Linked DNA regions of Drosophila melanogaster: regions 1 and 2 are each linked to region 3. A link is a contact called in public Hi-C and targeted proximity ligation data. All regions are on one chromosome and are shown on one strand. The core of a region is the stretch at or near the end of the contact, and the rest is flanking DNA. Distances in the headings are between cores, read along the strand shown.

Region 1 (3,332 bases), core at 643-3,142, 420 kb before region 3:
TCAAACCATTTTCAAATGCTTATAGTTGTTAAGTTGATTTACGATACAAAATTAGTCAATGGAATCGGAATCGAGACGGAGACAGAGTGGAGCAAACAAACAGAAACACTCATGTGGACGGTGAACACGGGGTGGCCATAAATCAAGGCGTCGGATCGGGGATCTCGCGACCCCAACTGAATATCATAAAAGTGAAGCTTGAACAGAATTTGATTTTTATGAGCTAATTGGCCATTTGGACTTGGATGCGCGCCAGGCAAACGGATTCTTATAAAAGCCCATATATGTACCGTGAGAGATGGACAGGGAAAAGCGCGAACAGCACGAGCTTGGCGGGAAGACAATGCAGTGCATTATGTGCTGGGCAATATGGAATCTTCGGGTTCGGAATGTAGCCAGGCGGATGCGGGAGAAACCCAAGCGCAGGGTACGCGGAATCGAAGGTCAGTGGAATGACTAAGTAGCTGAATACACAAAAATTCGGGTAATCGAGGTCTTTCGGACTAAAAGCCTTCGGTGAGTAAGATCTTATTTCACATTCGATTAAAAAAAAAAAACTCATACAAGCTAGTGACAATGGCAAGCATAGACCTTAACTTTGCAGTAAAAGCAGGTTATTAGCCTTACTCATAAAGTTATGAAGTAACCGATCATACCCCCTCATAAAACACTAAATCTGTATTTAATATATTCTTGGGTCTCTAAGGACTCACCTGGTTGTGGTTGTGCTGGATAGGCGGGCTTCTTCATCCAGTCGAAGTATGGCGGCTTCGATGGCGATGTCCTGTTGTTGTTGCTCACCGAATTGTTATTGTTGTTGTTGTTATGGGTGGATGGGCTATTGTTGTTGTTGTTGTTGTTGTTGTTGTTGTTGGCGACGGCACTCAAATGGTGTGCCAAGTGATGATGCGGCGACGAGGCAGAAGTCGGCGCCCCCGGGCTAGAGATTTCCGAGCCCGAAACGGTAATCGGTGGCGACGGCAGACCTTCGGCGATGTGCTGCTGATGGTTGGGTGGTGCGGAACCTGGTCCTCCATCGGTGGCCCCGCCAACACCACCGCCACCGCCTGCTCCTCCGACGCCGATGCTGCTGTTGGTCTCGTTGAGCTGGGGCGCACCCGGTGCACCACCGCTACTGCTGCTCCCGGAACTGGCGGAACTGCTGGAGGCATGGGCGTGATGATGGTGGTGCTGCTGCATCAGCTGGTGGGCCGACGTGGGCACATTCTGAACGAAGTTATCCGCCGTGCTCGAGGCGGGTGAGTGCCACTCCCCGGCAGAGGCCGCCGCCGCCGAGTGGAACATGTGATGGGAGTTGTAGTACATCTGGTGGGCAGCGGCCGCGTGGTGGGCGGCATGCGAGGAGTCCACATCGCCCAGGAACTGGTGGTTCGGCGGCGTGTGGTGGTAGTTGGGCGTCCAGTTCCATGGCTGGCCCGCCGCTGAGGCATAGGCCAAATTGGCGGCACTGTGCTTTTGTGTGTAGGGCAGTGTGTTGTAGTAGTGCGAAACCATTTTGAGGTTAGATTAGGTGCGCTTTCTCCGAAGATAGTCCCAGTGCTCGGTCCGGTGTCCAATAATCCGGCGTTAATCTCTAAGTCTTATCACTTTGATGGCCAATATGTTTTAGTTGCACATTTTCTGGAGTTTCAGTTTGGGTTATAATGGATATATTTTGCTTTGTCAATCTTTACAGTTATCACTGGCTGGTGATGTGTTTTTTGGGAGCACAGTAACATACGACCGAGATATCGATAATATTTCGAAACGCTATTTTTCAGCACTCACTCACGAGATGGATTTTTGTTTTGCAGGGCTAATCTACTAATTTGAAATGTTATTCCGTGCGTGGCGACGTCAACTCAGTATGCAGGTCGAACACGTACTGAAACGTAGAGCAAGACTCGACTGATAAAAAACTCAAAGCAGTGGAAAATCAGATAAACAGGCAGAGAGGCTCAAAAAAAACAACCACCGCAGTCGGCACTCACTAGTTGTCTCTTTCTAGCGCACGAGCAGTGCCTTTACTTGGGCGTTTTTAACCCTCATTTCCGTTGCTCGGTCGAAATTCAAGATGGCCTGAGTGCTTGACTACCGCTATCTCCGTCTGTCTGGTGCTCCGTCTCTTTCGCACCGGTCTGCGATGGCTGGCAGGCAGGTGGCCACGCCCCATTGAGCCAGGTATGCAGTTTGTCGTAATATCTTGGCCAAGAAAACCCCTTTTCCTTTATGGCCCGCTTTCGATTTGTATGTACTTTAATTGCAATTGCCGTTGGCTAATTAAGTAATTGCGGAGATGCGTGTGTATTATGCAATTAGTGGCTGTAAAATTATGTTGCCACGGTCGTAATAGTCGCGATATATGTACCTCTATCTGGGGAATAATCAATGTTTTATCCTCCGGATTTTATTCTCCATATCCATATACCGTGTTTGATCTGCACACACTTGATGTCCAGACTTTTGGTGTTTGCCAAGCAATCGCTGTTTATATGGGCGCCTCGATATTGTCAAAGCACTATTGTTCGGTTCTAGTTGTAAAGCTAATGCCATAATTGACATGTAAGCAGCGATAAAAATTCGCAGGGAACTCAAATATAGCGGAAGAAGTCTGGCATTGATAAGGTGCAAGATGTGATACAAGGGGCTTATGTAAAAAAAAAAGATGGTACTAAAAATGAGGTGATCTTTTGACGGATCTATCATTTAATGTAAATCGAAAGTTTCCAGCTTCATTACCAAAAATATGACTAATCAATTTAAATTCCCATGAGAACTTATTTTCGATCAAACTTCGCTGGAAGTTTAACAAATGGGTGGAATTGAAATATCGATTATTATTTCATAACGACTTTAGCAAAAGTGTTACCCATTTCGTGAAGCAAAAGGCAAAATTGGCCCAATACGGTAAAGAATTAATAATATCAATAAACCCATTTACAAAACCTCCTCACTAACATAAAAACTAATAATTGAACGCAATTTGAATAATAATAAATAAATTGATTTATTTATAATTTATGACAGACACGCGTGTGATCATAAGATTGCAAACGCGCCTAATTATTATAATATATTGGCAATATAACAAATTCCAAATATTCATATTGTGGCATTAATTATAAAACTATACATGTAATATACCCTAAGATTAGAATGTGAAATCATTGTCCAATTATTTTCAAACTATCTGACTATAATTTTTCCTTACACAAAGGAATATAATATATTCATTGGAATAAGGTATAGTTGGTTAAACATATTCCTGCCTCACAAATTCCAGGTCAGCTAACACCATTCTTATTAATTTTTCGCAAGAATTTCGATACCAC
Region 2 (3,369 bases), core at 361-2,860, 330 kb before region 3:
CAATCGGTACATCGGGCGCTATTTCCCACTACACCCCCAACCACACAATAGATAACCTAAGCTATGTATGTACATTAGCTATGTATATCCAGCCCACTTATGCGCCTACTACTAGAAATGCAGAAAGCAGAAAGAGAGGTGAAACCTATAGACGCTATCACAAATGTCTATCTGATAGACATCGGTACTACCAATGCTATATTGCCAGTTGTGTAATTTACTCTTATTTGATCGTTTCATTTACCAGTTAAGAACCCAAATCATATAAGTGTTATGATGGAAGAACTATAACTTGCAATTCAATTAACTCTGCAATACGATAACAAGCAAAGCGAATCATTTCATTTCGATTTAATCTTTAATTATATATACTTAAACGATGTAAGCCCAAAACAAACGTTTTTTCTATATCTGTCTTTTGAGCAAATTAGTTATACGCAAAACCAAACCGTATTTACATAAATGTATACAAAACAAATCGTATATTTTCATTGGTTTGAAATAAATACATAAAACAATTTAACTTGTTTTACTTGATATTTTAGGTGTCTGGGAATTGAAAGCTGCATTAAAATGTTTTGTCTGTTCTGCTTTGTAAAGATTATTTGTTTTTTCTATTACAAGTGTCTTAACCAAAGACATTTGGTTAACTTCTGAGAATCATAATTACTTATAAGTTAAATTCCAATTGGCAGTCTTATATATCAAACGTAAACTGACAGGAACGACGTAATGTTGTGCCTGCAGACAGGACAGCGGTCTTCTAAAAGGAGCACGAGCTGCAGGGAGCACTCTTTGCAGAGGCAGAGGTGCCGGCATGGCATGACTACTACGTTCCTGCTTTGAGCCATGCACACGACACAGCGTTCTGGACTCGCGGATCCTGCGTTCTCTGACACATACCAAACATTGTGTATGAAGTGTTGCAATTTATGATGGGTCCATAGGTAAACGCTTTGCGTCTTCGTCGAGATTTCAATGCGTCCACGTTGCAGCAGGTAGATGAGCATCAGGTACACATAGCGGCGGAACATATAGAGAACGAGGAGCAGGGCCAATCCTATCGAGGCCCGGAACGCACTGTTCAGCAAGCTCAAGCCATGGGCCACGATTGAGTGCACCACAAAGTCTAGGAGGCAGTCCCAGAGGAATAGTATGGCCCTCGGCAGCAGCATCAGCAGCCACAAGATGCCATCACCCAGATCGATGAGTAAGTTGCAGATGAATCGGGATATGCAGTGACCAAAATCGAGTACATTCTTGAGCCCGCCTTTGGTGCCGCCGTAGAAGTAGTCCGCCACATCTAGCGTGATGAGGCCCAAGTCGCGGATGCCCTCGTTGATATTCCTGACCGCGCATCTCAACAGATTCCATCCTTTCCTGCTGCCCTCCACCAAACAGAAGCCGACGAGGTAGCTGCCCCACAGGAAGTAGTACACGCCAGTAATCACTGCATCAATCACGCTGGCCAGCGGACGCAGCAGGACCAGATCCACAAGCTCCGCTGCCCGAATTAGAGCGTCCAGCATGGCGGGGGGCTCATACTGTCCTCGAATTAAGAAAAGGAAGAAACACAAAATCAAAACAAGAACGCCGGCCGCTTAGTGTGACCAGGCGGTGGTTGGTAATTAAAGCCAAGCTATCGTTGCGATAAGGTAGCGTCAAATAATTACTTATCTTAAATATTTGTATAATTAATATATATATTTATTTTTAACACCCCACACATTATCGGTTGCACTTCCTAGATATATTTAAACTTAGATGGTATCTGAACTTTAAATACGCCAAATTCTAGGGTAACTTAAATTAATAATGTTCAAACAAATATTTTGCTTCTGTGAGCAAAGGAATTACTAAGGAGACATAACAATTTGGATTTATTAATTTTGACAACTATAAATATGCGTAATAATTAATATGGGTATTCATGTACTGATCTATTATGATATTGCATGCTTCTTTCAAAGACAATGAAAGCTCAAAAATATAATTATACATCCGTGCATTTTGCTGGTATTTCAGAATCCAACAAGGTTTCCCCAAACAACTCGCGAGGGGTTATATAAGAAAGGCGAGCTTAAATCATAGCCCTATCTGAGCAGGAATCCCCCTAATGCGAATAATCCTATTATAAATTTATTTCCGGTTCTGCTAGGAAGTTCATTTCGGTTCTTTGTCTGCAGGTCGATTGTGTATAATAAAAAGCATTAATTAACTATTCGTACATGCAGTTGCGCCCTAGTACGTAGGGCTTTTTCTGCACTCGCTGCAATACCATACTTTTTGTTTTTGGGGATGAAACAGTAAAAAAGTTACTGTTGTAGCAGTTTTCCACCATTGAGAGGACATTTGCCAAGTAATTACTGTTTGAGTTTTGCTTTGCTCACAAAGCTCTGCTGCTAAATGAACTAAAATCGATTAAATCTTTAAATTTTCGCCAGAGTTCGCATCAAGCCCAAGCTTAGAAAGGTCCAAGTCCAAGATGGAGGAATCCAATCACGGTTCGGCTGGCTGTGAAAACGTATCGCAGTTCATGCTCGATGACCTACAATTGGCAGCAGAGCTGGGAAAAACGCTCCTGGAACGCAATAAGGAGCTGGAAACCTTCATCAAGGAGTACAAGATTAAGGGGGATGAGCAGGAACTGGAGATCTTGCATCTGCGCAAGCACATTAATGCGATGACCGAGGTGAATGATTCACGGCTTAAGGTCTACGAGCAGCTGGAAGTGGGCATTCAGGATCTGGAGCGTGCCAATCAGCGGCTAAATCTGGAGAAGAATCGGGACAAGAAGCAGATTAAGACGCTGACCACCAACACGGAAGTCCTGGAAGCCCGCTGCGAGGAACTGAGTCAACTTCTGAGCGATGCTCGGCAATCCCTGAGCACCGAGCGGCGGAAGGTGGATCAGTACCAGCAGGAACGCTATAGGATGCAGCATTCGACCGAGGGTTCTGTGTCCAGTCACAGCATTCAATCGCTGTGCAAGGAGCAGAGTGTTGAGTTCTCCAAACTAGATGTTATGGCCATAGCGAACTCGACAGGATTGGAGGATATCTCCTTCAGTAATGCCACCATGTGCGAGAGGACCGCCGTTAAGGGTGAAGACAACGAGGAATTGGTAAAGCTGCTCAGCGAAATGGAGGTGTTAAAACGTGACTTCTTGGCCGAACAGCAGCGGTGCACCGAGCTGGAGGAGCAGTTGGTGACCATAATCCAAGACAACCAAGGTCTGCAGACACGTCTGCTGGAGAACAGTGCCAATGAGGGAACAATGTCGATGCACGAGGAGTTCAGCCTCCTGGACGACGTGAGACAAGGCCAAATGTGTAGTCGCTGCCTGAGGGATATTAACGAAAGCAACAC
Region 3 (3,305 bases), core at 290-2,789:
CCACATAAATATATACAAACAAATATAACTTTTTAAACCATGAAATAATTCAATTTGATTTAAATAATATTTTCTAGGGTAGCTATTTATTTTGCAAACTGCTTTTGACCTGGTGGCCGAAACCAAGATCATGTGAGAGTAAAGAAAAGCATGAATTTGCATTCAGCTTGCCACCACCTTTCATAGGAAATTCTCTTGGCAGCGGTTCAAAATTGTTCGGGTAATGATGCTTGTTGGTTCTGGGAATCCAATGGGGGAGTTTGGGGCCGGGAGGCAGGTGGCATGCGGCAGGCAGCGGCAGGCAGAACGTGCCTCCGTCGTCGTCCGGCAGTGCATTTTACTTTCGCAGCGAGTGCTAGCAAACAAACGCTTTTCGGGAGGAGCTGGAACGGATGCCCCACGAGGAGCCCTGCTATTGACCCAATGGATTATGCAGGCGGACCTCTGAACTCCAGAAACCGGCAACAAATTACTATTGCACGAGCAGCAGCAAGTTGAACAACAGTTGTGCCGAAAGTACAGGAGTCATTACATAAAATGTATTCTTGAGCTTTAAGCTTTAAATGTCCTTTGTTGGGACTAAACGATTGAAACTGTTTTTAACGTAAATAGGATTTTGTCATGTGTCTAAAAATGTATTAGATTTTCTATATAAATATGTTGCTTAAAAGAAAGTGTTGAAATACAAAAAAAAAAAAAAAAAAAAAAAAAAACCAATAATTCAGTCAACTAAATGCTTCTTGTAAGAGATATCTTCATCGATGAAGAATTTAGCAGTATGGGTATATTAAAATCTCAAGGGGAAATAAGGAAGAAAACCCGCTCTATTATTATATATGCCATATATGTATGTAAAAACCCATGGCGGTTCTTATAGGAAGGCTTGATTGTGTCTGCCGTTGTGGGGATGTCTATGATGCCTCTACTTGGATGACGCATAGTGGGGTGAATTTTCAGATGCCACTGAACCTTTGGCCAGACGAGCAGTTATTGGAAAACCTGATTCATTTCCACGGCTAGATATATTGCAGCCAAGCTGTCTGAAGGGTTTTCTTAACCACTTTAGTTTTTCGCTCACCTTCAGCTGCGTTGCGTTTTATCAAACATTTGTTGATCCGTTTGTTGTTGTTCCCTGTCGTTCGTTGAGCAATAATAGAATAGTGACTAATAGTTTAGTTTTCCAAGTTTCGTTGATTGCGCGACTTATCCACCCTTGTTATTATATATACACAATTGGTTATATAGCAAAAGGAGCACACTTTTCACTATTTATTGCCCGATTTTTTGGTTTCTTTTCTAGGCCGACGCGATTTGAACTGCTCTCACTATTTTTTTCAAATACTTGTTTACTCATATGCCGATTCCGTGGGGCTGGGGTCAACTGGTTGGAGCGCCCGTTTGTGAACCAGGTGCACGTATTTAGGCACTTTTAGCAACTCTCTTTTCCCATGGCAAACATAAATAAAACACAGCGCTCGACCAAAATAGAAACCTAGAAAACCAGGGCTGCAATCGGCCGCAGCCAAACTAAAGATGTGTACGTGCCAACAGGTCCTCGGCATCGATAGGGCTATCGGGGAGCATTCCGTAACTTTGCATCGATAGTTTTGGAGTAAATTGATAAATCACATTCAAAAATAATATAAACCACTTTTCGTCACATATATTTTGAATTATAAGTTTTAGTTTGGTATGTTCTTGTTTTTGAATATCGCGGTAATTGTAAATGAGTAAAGGTTTTTTTTTAATTCTTGTTGATATATTACCATTACCACTACTACAAAAATTAAATAATCAAACGTATATTTTCAAAGCCTTTAAATAATACATAGTCAAGACAAAGACACTAGAATTCTAGGGTCTTTGGTCAAGATGTCCGCACTGCATTTTCAAGTTAATGCTTGGCGCTAGTCACGGTTTTTGACCTGTGCATCTCTATCACGGCATTTCGGGGCTAGTGTTGTCAAACGCCGTGACTCATTTTACCGATTTCACACGTGTTTCAGTGAGCGCACATTTCAGTTCTTTGCGAAATTTTCACAGCTAAAATGGCCGAAGTTGCTGAAACCCCGAGTGTGGAAGCCCAGGAAGAGGTAGCACAGCCCGCCGAGGCGCAGGTGCTGGAGGCGAAGAACGGCGACGCCAAGAAGGACCCGGCTCCCGCAGCAGAGGAAGCCGCTGGCGGCTTCACCAAACAGGAGCGCGCCATAATCCGGCAGGTAGAGTACTACTTCGGCGATGCCAATCTGAATCGGGACAAGTTTCTGCGCGAGCAGATCGGCAAGAACGAGGACGGCTGGGTGCCCCTGTCGGTGCTCGTTACCTTCAAGAGATTGGCCTCCCTGTCCACGGACTTATCTGAGATCGTGGCTGCCCTGAACAAATCCGAGGAGGGCCTCGTGGAGATTAGCGAAGACAAACTTAGCCTGCGTCGCCATCCGGAGCGTCCTATTCCAGAGCACAACGAAGAGCGGCGCAAGGAGATCCAGGAGCGGACCGCATACGCCAAGGGCTTCCCCCTAGATTCGCAGATTAGCGAACTGCTCGACTTTGCTGCCAACTACGACAAAGTGGTCAACCTGACCATGCGCAAGCACTATGACAAGCCCACCAAGTCGTACAAGTTCAAGGGCAGCATCTTCCTTACTTTCGAGACCAAGGACCAGGCAAAGGCCTTCCTCGAACAGGAGAAGATCGTTTATAAGGAGCGCGAGCTGCTGCGTAAATGGCAGGTGGACTACCTTAAGGAGAAGCAGGAGGAATACGCCCAGAAGAACGAGAAGCGCAAAAACAAAAAGGAGGCCAAGCCTGAGCCTGCCTTCGAGCTGCCCAAGAACGCCATTGTTGTCTTCGAGGGCGCTCCGGAGACATCTAGCCGCGAGGAAATTCGCGAAGCCTTCGAGAAGATCAAGGACTTCGAGGTGGCCTACATTGAGTTCGCCAAGGGCGAAACCAAGGGCTCTGTGCGGCTGACGGAGGCCGATGCGGCCGAAAAGTACATTGCCAAGGTGGAGGAAGGCAAGGTAAGAATCAGAATTGGGATTATAACTTTTCCCTTATCAGCTAATCCGTAATTGTACTTGCCTATCCACAGCTCAAGTTCAAAGATGAGGTCTCTCTGTCGCTGCGAAAGGCCACCGAGGAGGAGGAGAAGGAGTTCATCGACAAGGCCATAGAATTCATGAAGAAGCGACGCGATTTCACCAGGAACAAGGGCAAGCGCTTCAATCGCAAGCGCCACGGCGGAAACGACCACAAACATGGCGGTGGTAAGAAGGCGCGTGGGGATTAACTCATCCACCTAT

Evidence for each region. A called contact is a pair of places that touch in the nucleus more often than the background predicts.
Region 1: a Hi-C map of the S2 cell line shows a contact between it and region 3, with 2.1 times the contacts expected there. A contact is called at or near these places in 2 of 107 Hi-C or Micro-C datasets (the Kc167 cell line and the S2 cell line) and 1 of 7 datasets of targeted methods (the Kc167 cell line).
Region 2: a contact with region 3 is called in a targeted proximity ligation map of the Kc167 cell line, with 4 times the contacts expected there. A contact is called at or near these places in 9 of 107 Hi-C or Micro-C datasets (the Clone 8 cell line, the D17-c3 cell line, the Kc167 cell line and 3 more) and 1 of 7 datasets of targeted methods (the Kc167 cell line).

The regions. Positions count from the first base shown.
Region 1 is chr2L:20,769,291-20,772,622 of dm6, reverse strand. cad (caudal) reads right to left here and starts at 1,892. Exons shown (of 2, transcript NM_057606.6): 1 at 714-1,892. The coding sequence starts at 1,515.
Region 2 is chr2L:20,680,609-20,683,977 of dm6, reverse strand. It overlaps CG2617, which reads right to left and starts at 1,610. Exons shown (of 1, transcript NM_136206.3): 1 at 349-1,610. The coding sequence starts at 1,529. The coding sequence ends at 705. Cen (Centrocortin) reads left to right here and starts at 2,132. Exons shown (of 2, transcript NM_136205.4): 1 at 2,132-2,359; 2 at 2,445-3,369. The coding sequence starts at 2,486. It overlaps Hr38 (Hormone receptor-like in 38), which reads left to right. Exons shown (of 5, transcript NM_057771.4): 5 at 1-516.
Region 3 is chr2L:20,348,668-20,351,972 of dm6, reverse strand. RtGEF (Rho-type guanine nucleotide exchange factor) reads right to left here and starts at 1,539. Exons shown (of 8, transcript NM_057826.5): 1 at 1,079-1,539. It overlaps La (La autoantigen-like), which reads left to right and starts at 1,961. Exons shown (of 2, transcript NM_057666.5): 1 at 1,961-3,023; 2 at 3,095-3,305. The coding sequence starts at 2,049. The coding sequence ends at 3,292.